2 separate regions of the Gossypium hirsutum genome follow, and region 1 is linked to region 2. The links are chromatin contacts, called in public Hi-C maps. All regions are on one chromosome and are shown on one strand. The core of a region is the stretch at or near the end of the contact, and the rest is flanking DNA. Distances in the headings are between cores, read along the strand shown. Region 1 holds the start of LOC107909957 (putative clathrin assembly protein At1g25240). Region 2 has its middle 34 kb from the start of LOC107909955.

Region 1 (5,303 bases), core at 1,613-4,112, 38 kb after region 2:
ATGGATTTTACTGTAAAAAACATTATGCAAATAAATCATTATACCTATATCCTTTATGCATAACATCCAGGAGAAGATATGGGCGCTATACATAGCTGATATTGGGTGCAAGGTTCATATGCTTTTTGGGATCATAACTTTGAACTTAATTCTTTGAATGGATTTGAATAAAATCTTTAAAATTCATTCTAGATTTTGAAGATATAAGCATTTCCTTTTCCTTTGCAGTCTGATCGCCTTCATAAGGTTTTGGAATACGTAAATGAGGTTCATTTGCTTTGTGGGGTACTAGGGTTGGATTTTGCCCAGACCGTAAGTGATGTGCATCCGAGCTTGCAAAGGGCTAACCAGGAACAATCAACGAATATTAGCAATGGTACATTTGAAGGCTTAGAGCAGACCATTAACAAGCTTAAAACTGAAAGAAGAATTCGAATGCAGAAGGTATTCCATACCCCTCCATAGCTTTCATTTGATTTTTCTTGTGAAAATTTTGAATCCAAACCCTGTTTTCGAAATGCAGTTGAAGGATATTGCAGGTCAACTATTTGAACTCTGGAATTTGATGGATTCACCTCAAGCTGAGAAGAATGTTTTTTCAAGGGCCACTTCTATTCTTAGGTTATCGGAACCTGAAGTTACTGAACCTGGTGTTCTTTCAACTGAGATGATTGAGCAGGTTTGAGCTACACCAATCTGGTTTTTTCCTAATTACTGGAATATCTGTGCTCAAACTTTTGGTATTTTCGACAGGCATCAGCAGAAGTGGAAAGGCTCACCAAATTGAAAGCTGGCAGAATGAAAGAACTCGTCTTGAAAAGGAGATCGGAGTTGGAAGATATTTGCAGAATGACTCATATTAAACCTGATGCTAGTACTTCTGTTGAGAAATCTAATGCATTGATTGATTCTGGTATTTATCTTGTGTTTCCTTGCCACAGTGTCTTGCTGTTAGACAAACTGTTATTCATTCTATTTTCAGCTGACATGGTTAATGATGCATATTGCTAATGCTGTTCAGGTCTAGTAGACCCTTCTGAACTCTTAGCAAATATTGAAGCACAGATAACTAAAGTTAAAGATGAAGCTCTGAGTCGAAAAGATATAATGGATAGAATAGATCGATGGCTTTTGGCTTGTGAAGAAGAAAATTGGCTGGAAGACTACAATCAAGTAAGCATTGTGTGTATCTCATGTGTTTTCCCTGTCTTAGTTTCTCTCTTCAATATTGCTTGTGTACTATTCCGTGAGTCAAAATAAATACATCTGATTCACCTTGTCTATAAAATTTTAATTCATTAGTTGTTAACTTCATTTTGAATCTCAGGATGAAAACCGGTACAATGCAGGGAGAGGTGCACATATTAACCTTAAGCGTGCAGAAAAAGCTCGAATAACAGTAACCAAAATTCCGGGTATTTACTCTTCTTATTCATCCAACTCTCTGATGGATATGTTTGTATTGTTGAGCTAAATAATGGTACCCTTTGCAGCAATTGTGGATAATCTGATCAACAGAACGTTAGCTTGGGAAGAAGAAAAAAGGGCATTGTTTCTATATGATGGGGTCAGTAGTTCTGTAAACTTGCACAATCATTGTCGTTTGGAATTGTTTCTGAATAAGCTTGTTCCTAAACATGACATACTTGTATGCATATAGGAGCGACTGGTGTCGATACTGGAGGACTACAAGCTGACAAGGAAACAAAGAGAGGAGGAAAAGAAGAGATGCAGGGTAATTTTAATATGTTTTTTGCTTCTGCAAATATTATTGCCGAGTTATCTGAACCTTTTAGCCCTTTGGTACCTTGTCCATTTTCCTTTCTTTTCTCATCTCCTTTTCAACTTGCTTAAAGCGACTTTTTATATGATGAATGGCATTTCCAAGCAGGCCATATATTGAATGTGTGCATTGATCTCTACGACTTATACATGCATAAAAACAATATCTTTTCTATTCCATTTTGCAGGACCAAAAGAAGATTCAAGATCTGCTCCTGACAGAGAGAGAAGCCATTTATGGGTCAAAACCTAGTCCAAGGAAAAGTAACAGCTTCAGAAAGACAAATGGTTATCGAGCAAATGGAAATGGATCCATGACTCCCAGTACACCTCGTCGGAACTCGGTGGGTGGAGCAACTCCCGAGCTACTTACACCACGTTCATATTTGGGGCGTCAAAATGGCTACTTCAAGGAAATGAGAAGGTTGTCTACAGCACCTATAAACTTTGTGGCCATATCAAAGGAAGATACAGTATCTACATACACTTCAGTATGTGATTCGGAGCTCGGGTCTCCACCACATAGCTGAAGTTTAGAAATCCAGAAGTGGTATGTTTTGCCTACGCCATTGAACCTCTTCTGTTAATGTTGTTCACACGCTTAAAACAATTTTTGTTCAATCACAGGAAGAGGATAGGATCATATAGTTGCAATAAGTGTAGACTGGATTAATAGCAGCAGAACCGTGTGTTGTGAATATACGAAAGAAAGGGTATGGATAGATTAGTGTACGGATTGTGAATTGGTAGGAGTCGGACAGGTGACTGACTTTTGTGGGTGTTCGCATGGAAATGATGTTATTTGCCATTGCGGAGAGGGAGAAAAGAAGAAACCAGTTTGAAAATTGTGTTTAACTTGTTTTTGTGTGGTGTTACATGTACTGATAATATTGATAGTAGTAGTATTACTGGATTTTTTTGCTTGAATGTACGTGTACATGCTTGAATGTATGTTTGCAATGTATATACATGTACTCTAGTATGATCATCATTATATTATCATCCATGTTTGTTCAAAATTTCTTATGTCAAGTAAGCATTTTTAACACCACTTCACCAATTTCATAATTCATGTATACACAGTTGAAATTTAACTTCCTTTTTTTTTTTTTTGTACAACACCGAGTTTAGCAAGTTCCAACCAGATAATTCACATGCAAGTGATTTTTATTTTTATTTTTTAACATCTAATCATAGTCTATGAAATTAGCCATTTGTTCCCAAAATAGAAATGCGTAAAGAGAAACAACTATAAACTTGTCCGAAGATATATGCTAACAAATGGCAAATACAGGCAGACATGGCTAAATCACAGCTTAGTTTTCTATCCAGTCGTAGGCCGTCGGTTTTGGGTTTGTTGAAGCAAAATTTTGTATTAAGAAAAAAACAAAAACAAAAAGAGGGGCTTCAGGACCACCTCTGACAAACCCGCTGCTTTGTAAGGGCGACGGAGGGTTGAGGTCGAAGAAACATGAAGCTATGGAAGAGGGCCGTTGGTGCTGTCAAAGATAAGAACAGCATAGTGGTGGTCTATATTTCCAGAAGGAATTCCTTTAGGAACCCTGAACTTGAGGCTGCCATTATAAAGGCCACAAGTCACGATGAATTACACATTGATAAAAGGAGTGCGCAGGTTGTGTTTTCGTGGATTCGAGCGTCGCCCGTTAGCCTAGGTCCTCTTATATGGGCCTTGTCTAGGAGGATGGAGAAGACTCGGAGTTGGGTGGTGGCCATTAAAGGGTTGATGCTCATGCATGGCATTTTCCATTGTAAGGCACCAGTGGTTCAAATGATGCAGCGTTTACCCTTTGATCTTTCCACTTTCAGCGATGGACATTCCAAGCCCAGCAAAACCTGGGGTTTCAATAGTATCATCCGTGAGTACTTTGCGTTTCTAGATCAAAGAGCTGCCATTTTTTTAGAGCAAGATAATCAGAACAACAACAACAAAGTCGAGGAGCGTTTGTTGTTGGTGCAACAGCTTTTGAAATTGGAGAAATGGCAATCTTTGCTTGATTTGTTGCTTCAAATTAGGCCTCGAGCGGAGAATATGAAGGTTAGGCTGATTATGGAAGCCATGGATTGTGTGATCATTGAGATATACGATGTTTACGGTATAATCTGCAACGAGATTGCCAAGATTTTGTTGAAAATATATTCCGTAAGCAAACATGAAGCGGCAATGGCGCTTAGGGTTCTTCAAAAGGCAATGAAACAGAGTGAAGAGCTTTCTCTCTTCTTCGAGTTCTGCAAGGAATATGGCGTCCTAAACGCCACCGAACTCCCCACCGTTACTCGGATCCCTGATGAAGACGTTGAAGAACTTGAGAGGATAATGAATGGGGTTTCAGTTCCAGAGAAGACGATCAATTACAAGGAGGGTTTCGAGGAAATGAACCAAATGGAAATGACAGCAGTTGTGGAAGAATACACAAGGGGAACTTTGAGGACGATAATTACAGACAAATGGGTGGTTTTCGAGGAAAACGATGAACAACAGTATGGTTTCTCTAATGAAACCAAAATAGTAGCAGAAGATGATGCTGGTAAAGATCATCTACTACTACCTCTTGTACCCATTAACAATTTACCTGTTTATAATCCTTATGAGCTACCAGATTTAATTAGCTTTTAGCAGTTGGAACATTCCTTCATTTGGTTTCTAGCTTTGATCTCAACAACATTCAATCAATTCTTTTTGGATTACTTTATTATAAAGAAAAAAAGGGGTTAGATCCGGATTGTTCCTTCTCTATATTTGTCCCCATTTGATATCATTCTCTCAACTTCCCCATTATCTGTGATGTTTTTGGATAGTAGTACTAGGGGGGATTCACCGTAAGCTTAAGGTGTGTTCCATATGACATTGAATTTTTTTTTTAAATCGTAATCTTATCTATATAATAGATGGATCAACAGAGAAAAAGTCACAACCACAAGTTGGTGGTGAAACCGGTAGCCAACCGACGGCCATCAACAATTAAATCACTGATAAGTTATCTTTCTTCAGCTGTTAATGATAATTTATAGATAATTGCTAAGCAATCCCCTTCTAAAACAATATCCCTTAACCCCATGTCATAGGGAGCGAAAAGTCGCCTGAGCTTTCGCCACAAAGGGAGATTTGATGTGAGCAGCGCATTCAACGCAAGCCCCCATGCACATACTTTGGGCATCTCTAATCAGAATCTCCAGCGTAGCATCACCAACTGTGTGGTAGAAACTAGCATAGAAGTTAACCTTGCAAATCCCAGGAGGGTGTGCGACCCAACCCTTTGCACGTCTCGGGTTCCTAAAGGTCAATTCACCTAATTTTCAAGAAAACCCATCAAGGTAGGACTGCACAATTAGATGGCCTGTTTAGGGCTGCTGATGTGGATTTTAATATTGTTTTGTGTTTCAAGTAGTTGCTATTTTTCAGGCATTTTGTTATTTAAGTTTATGTTCATGGCTTAAGCTTAGGACCTTGTTGTTAGTGGGTTGTTAATGGTAAATCGATCTCCTCATTGAACATTGAACGG
Region 2 (5,550 bases), core at 2,861-5,360:
GGTCCGCAATGTTAGCCATGTTGTATCGCGAACTTTGTCGGACGACAGATCCTTCTACGATGGACATAAGCGGATGCCTCATACTGCTGCAGTCATGGGCACTTTACCTGATGTCATTCTTAGCATCCATTAGTCACCAATCATATGTATTTCCACTCGTTAATAGGTGATGAATTTTTACTCGTTATAACAATTAGTTAACTTTTTTTTTGGATTATATTGTTCTAACAATTTGTTTTCATAGATGGAGCACTAATCTGAGTATCGGGAGGTCATATACGGTTCCGATATACCATCTGATGATCGAGAATCATGTTGGAGAGGGGGTAAGTTTTTCCAATATTTATTTTATCTCACTCGACCAGCGTTAATATAACAATGTTATTAACTGTGCAGTTCATTTGCATGTCGTATTTTGGTCCAGAAATTATGGCGGTTATTCCCTTGTCTGCCCACGTCCACTCAAATCTATGGTGCATTAGCTTACTCGTTTTTAATTTTTAGACAGTGGAGTGGTATCATGGCGATTGAGTACTCCAATAGTTCGGTTGCATACAGTATATCCTGACAATGCCAGTATGATTGGGGGAGATCCATGGGATTAGCAGGAGGGGGAAGCATGGAAATGATTGGGGAGAAGTGCATAAAGAATATTTTACGATGTGGAACAACCAGTTGGGGACGGTTCCTCAGATGGATCGTGCTTTGGATTTGCAGCCCTCGTTAGAGTTAGTGGTGTACAAAATTCAAGCAAAACTGAAAAAATTCGGTTAATCGACCGAATTCGGTTAATCGGTCGGTTAACTGAATTTTTTCGGTTGGGGTCGGTTAATTATTTTTTAATTTTTCGGTTAACGGTTAATTCGGTTCGAAACCAGTCGGTTAACTACATTTTTTCGGTTTAACCGAAAAAATTAATAAATAAAATTATAATATATAAATAGGCCCACTACTCACCTAAACCCAATCCAAACCCAAGTATTCAATTCAATCCAATTACCCAATCTAATTACCCAACCCAACCCAATCATAAAAATTACAAATAATTTAATAAATAAAAATAAAATTCTAAAACTAAAACTAAAGTATAAAAGTCTAAAAATAATTTAATTATGTATGATTCAATTAGGTTAATTTGGGTAATTCGGTTAATTCGGTTAATTCGGGTAATTCGGTTAATTCGGGCAATTCGGTTAATTTGGTTAATTCGGTTAATTTTTAACCAAAAATAAAAAACATATAATTTTCAGTTAATTCGATTAACCGACCGAATTAACCAAAAAAATTTCGGTTTAGTTAATTTTTTAAAAAAAAATTTGGTTCGGTTAACAGTTAAAAGTTTTGAAAGGTCGGTTAATTCGGTTAATGCTATTTCGGGTCGGTTAACCGAATGAACACCCCTAGTTAGAGTACATACAGTGGTATTATGAGATAGGGAATCCATTTTTCTTCGGTGGGCGATCAATAGTAGTCCCCCCGCATACGACACAAATTGGGCAACCCCTTCCAGATTCGCATCATGCACCAGAGCTGGACCTACACTCTGGGGATAGTTCTTATCATCTAGATTTAGGGGGGCGATGACTATTTCCCGGGCTCGTCAGGCCACGAATATCATTCAGAGTTTTATATCTTCAGCCCACTAGCACCTTAGTACTCCAGTCATCTCGACTCGTATCCACCTCAGTACTCCGCTCCTTCTGGCCTGTATCAATCGCCGTACTCCACTCCTCTCGGCCCGCATCCACTGTCGTACTCCACTCCTCCCGGCTCAAGTTTATCGATGGCATTTGAGACATATGATTTTTCATCTATGCTTCGCACACCTTCACATACAGATGAAGAGAACGTTGATCGCCGCAATCACCCGCAACGTGAATGTCGAGCTCCACAAAAATATACCCTTAGAACCACACCATCAAACCATCAATTTTAGGGGGTTTTGTAATATAAATAACTTCATATTTATGTAATGAATTTTTTTTCATTTTATTTATCAATTTTATGTTTTTTTTTGCAATTTAAATAGTCAACTTTTTATTTATGTAATGACTTTTTTGTCATTTTATTTATCAATTTTATGGTTTGTTTTTTACAATTTAAATAATAAACTTTGTATTTATGTAATGACTTTTTCGCTATTTCAGTTATTAATTTTAAGAGTTTCTTACAATTTGAATAAATAAACTTTAGACTAACTTTGTAATTCAAATTAGATTAACTACAACAAATTCTAAACAAATTTTAGATTCAATCCTCTTAACATGTAATGAACATCTCAATTTCTACCCGATCGCGATGATTGTCCAATATGATAGTTTCAGAGTGAGAATTTACTCAGATTATGACTGGCTAATCTGCATACGCCACATAGCTTTCCGTCGGATTTCTCCCTAATGTTCATTTCGTTATGGATTCTAGATGATTGCGAACGACCTTTCAGGTTCCTATGGAACCCTTTGTCTAGGACAAGCTCGAAGGTCGTCGGAGGAACCTCCCATGTTGATAGGTCAGGAAGCATGGGGAACTTGTTCTCCCATACACGCAACGCGCGCTCGAGGGTGTACACTTTATTGATAAATTATTCTACATTGAGCGAGACTTTAGCACAAGCCGCCACGACATTTTTTAATTATTTATTTATTTCTTTGAATATTTTTATAAATTTTAAATTATTTTTTGTATAACACATATAAGATAAATAGTGTGATGTCAACATAAAGTATACATAAACTGTCAAGCGTGTTGTCACACCAACATTGTTTAAAAATTAATGTTTTAATTAGCTTATTCATTAAAAGTAAGTGAATTGACTCTTTTTGAAAGATTAATAATTAAATTTAACTAAAAAATAAATAAAGACCAAATTAATAAAAAATATATAAATATTAATGGCTAAATTTATTATTAGGTGTCTCTAAAATTTAGATAAACAAACAAATAATTATAAAACCCAAGTTTTTGGGCTTAAAGATTTAATTTTGGAGGTCATTTGGGCTTAAAAGATTTGATTTTGGGACCATACTTTCCAATATTTATATCCCAGAAATTTAAGTCTTCCATAATTATAGCTTTAAGGTAGCTAATTCAATGCCAAATTATTGGTTTGTATTTTTGCTGCCCTTCCAATTGGGGCTCATGTCCCCGTCGGTGACCATTCCAGATTGACTTTTGAGTCTTTGACCACCGGCCATTTCGGTTCATAAGTTTAAAATCAAATTAGATACCCCCATTTGATTTTTGTTATTTTAAATATTATAAATTTGGATATTAAATTTGCAATCTACCACAAATTCATCTAAGATTAAATTACACTAGCAGTCATTCAATTATTAGTAAACTCTTTATCACCTAACTATAAAAAGTTATAAAATTATCATTCAACTATTCAATTTTGTTTTTTCTTTTTTATCACCATGTCAGGTCTTAAAATTAGCATAATAGCAACTTTAACTATTAATATTTACATATTATGTAAATTTAGTCTTGGTTCTAAAAAACTTAATCACCAACATTTAGTTTGATTTTATATTTATCAACTAAATTTGATTAAAAATATAAAAAAAAATTAAAAACACTTAAAAATAAAAAAAAACAATCATTTTCATCCTTTTAAAAATAAAAATATTTTAATAATTTTTAAATTCAACCATGATCGTATCAATTTTTTTGAAGTTAATTGTCACTACTAAAAAGGGAATATGACACTTACTTTTATCATTGCCGCCTTTTGCATTTTGTTACCTTTTCTCTCAACCAAACTCCGGTTTCTAGGCTTCTAGTCCTGGTGGGATTCAAGCTGTATCCAAGATATTGAAATCCAAATTGTGGACCCTTGGATTAGATCCTGAATAGTTAATTTCTTAATATTAAGTGGTGTTAATTGCAATTAAAGCTAATATTCAAATATAGATTAACTAATCCTTCTTATAAGATTACATTAATTAATCCATTAAGTGGTGTTTTAGTTTTTACTCCAACCCCTTTTTTAACTTGGCATTTTCTTTATGAGTAAAAGCATGACAAACTCAACAGAGTAATAAGTAGCATATACAATCCTAAAGAAGCCACGCCTTGCCCTATTCAATAACTCTTTTGGGAGATGATCTGTCAACACATCCACTCGAAAGGTAGGCGGCCTTTTTGGCAGCTTCTGTTTAGGTCCCCCATACAACCACTATTTTATATGGATAATCTCTAGCTACCAAATATTTAACATGTGAGAACCAAACGTGTGAAAAACAATTGCTTAATGGGGATGATATAAAAGAAATTGTTAATATCCAACTCTTTTCTTTATATAATGTCTAAAACTATTTATAACCCCTCTTTAACTCATAAATAGGTAAATAAACATGCTTCAATGCACTCAAACTCACATTTTCCCGTATCGATAATAATACCAATGCAAACCAAACTAAAACTCAGTCAATGATGTAGAACTCAGGTGGGTTGAAATATGAAACTAGGAGTATAGATTCCTCCATGATATTAACAATTTTTAAGTGTGTCCTATACATTTCTTAAATCAAACACCCTCTCGTGTAACATAATAAGTGACATGATTATGTTAACAATTTTGATTTGCAGTCATTCTTTTTAATATGTATTACAAGATTTATTTGTAGAAACTTAGGGATTTGATTTATAATAGGAAATTGGATTAGAGAAACCAAGTAGTTGTCGATCAATACCAGTCAGTATTGTATCGTTTCGCTCCTAAACCTATACCAAGTAATCTAAATTCTGATCCAGTCAAAATTTAGGTGTTTCAACCCGTTTCAACCAATATCAATGTGTGCTAACCCATATAGATTGGTACAAGATTTTGATAATTTAAACAAACTTTTTATATTAATAATTTTGTTTTTTTCTATAACTACATTTAAAATATAGTTATTAAATGAAGTTATTGAACTTAGTTAATATTTAAAACTTATATTCACATATAAAAAAGATAAAAATATGTTTATATGAATGTATATACAATATATATTTGCATGTATATGTTTATTTAATTTAGTTATTGAAATATATTTGCATGTATATACAATATATACTTTATTAAGAAACTAAAAGTTAGACTATAAGTATATATGTGTAAAAAATATTTCAAAACATCGATGAACCAAAAATGGTTTATTGAAACACACTAAGACCACTATGTACTAGTACCAAAACAAAAGCAGTATACCCACCAAAACAAAAGCAGTATACCCACCAGTATAATACTGACTACTTTCACAAAAAGTCCTTTGAATTTATTCTTTTTTATTTATGGATAAAGATATGGTTGGCTTCTAGCAAGATTGTTGATTTTAAGGATTATCTTGATGTTGTCTTTAACTTGGAGATTTGGAAGATTACCTCTCAACTTTAACCAGCTGAATGGAGTATATAAAAGGATACTACAATTTTCTGAGAACAATACTTACTTAGATAGTCAAATCTACTCAATAAGAAGTTTTCATGAGCTTGAAAGTTAGCAAATCTAGTTACTAAGGAATTCTTTGTTATAATGCATTTAGGGGATTGTCCATTTCCTTGTAA

Evidence for each region. A called contact is a pair of places that touch in the nucleus more often than the background predicts.
Region 1: a contact with region 2 is called in a Hi-C map of hypocotyl, with 4 times the contacts expected there. The contact joins the promoter of LOC107909957 here to the enhancer-like site in region 2. A contact is called at or near these places in 6 of 34 Hi-C or Micro-C datasets (hypocotyl, leaf and petal).

Annotation. Positions count from the first base shown.
Region 1 is chrD02:50,583,795-50,589,097 of Gossypium_hirsutum_v2.1, forward strand. It overlaps LOC107909957 (putative clathrin assembly protein At1g25240), which reads left to right and starts at 2,863. Exons shown (of 3, transcript XM_016837672.2): 1 at 2,863-4,328; 2 at 4,690-4,777; 3 at 4,867-5,303. The coding sequence starts at 3,254. The coding sequence ends at 4,766. LOC107909955 (65-kDa microtubule-associated protein 6) reads left to right here. Exons shown (of 12, transcript XM_016837669.2): 4 at 229-444; 5 at 524-679; 6 at 754-913; 7 at 1,022-1,173; 8 at 1,328-1,415; 9 at 1,494-1,567; 10 at 1,661-1,735; 11 at 1,971-2,332; 12 at 2,410-2,709. The coding sequence ends at 2,312.
Region 2 is chrD02:50,544,736-50,550,285 of Gossypium_hirsutum_v2.1, forward strand. No RefSeq gene overlaps it. Among protein-coding and RNA genes, the nearest start is that of LOC107909955, 34 kb to the right of the region's middle. Within about 2 kb of position 4,111, at least 3 of the 9 cell types and tissues checked have an H3K27ac peak or open chromatin away from gene starts, as enhancers often do. A contact at or near this core is called in hypocotyl and leaf, where this site is marked.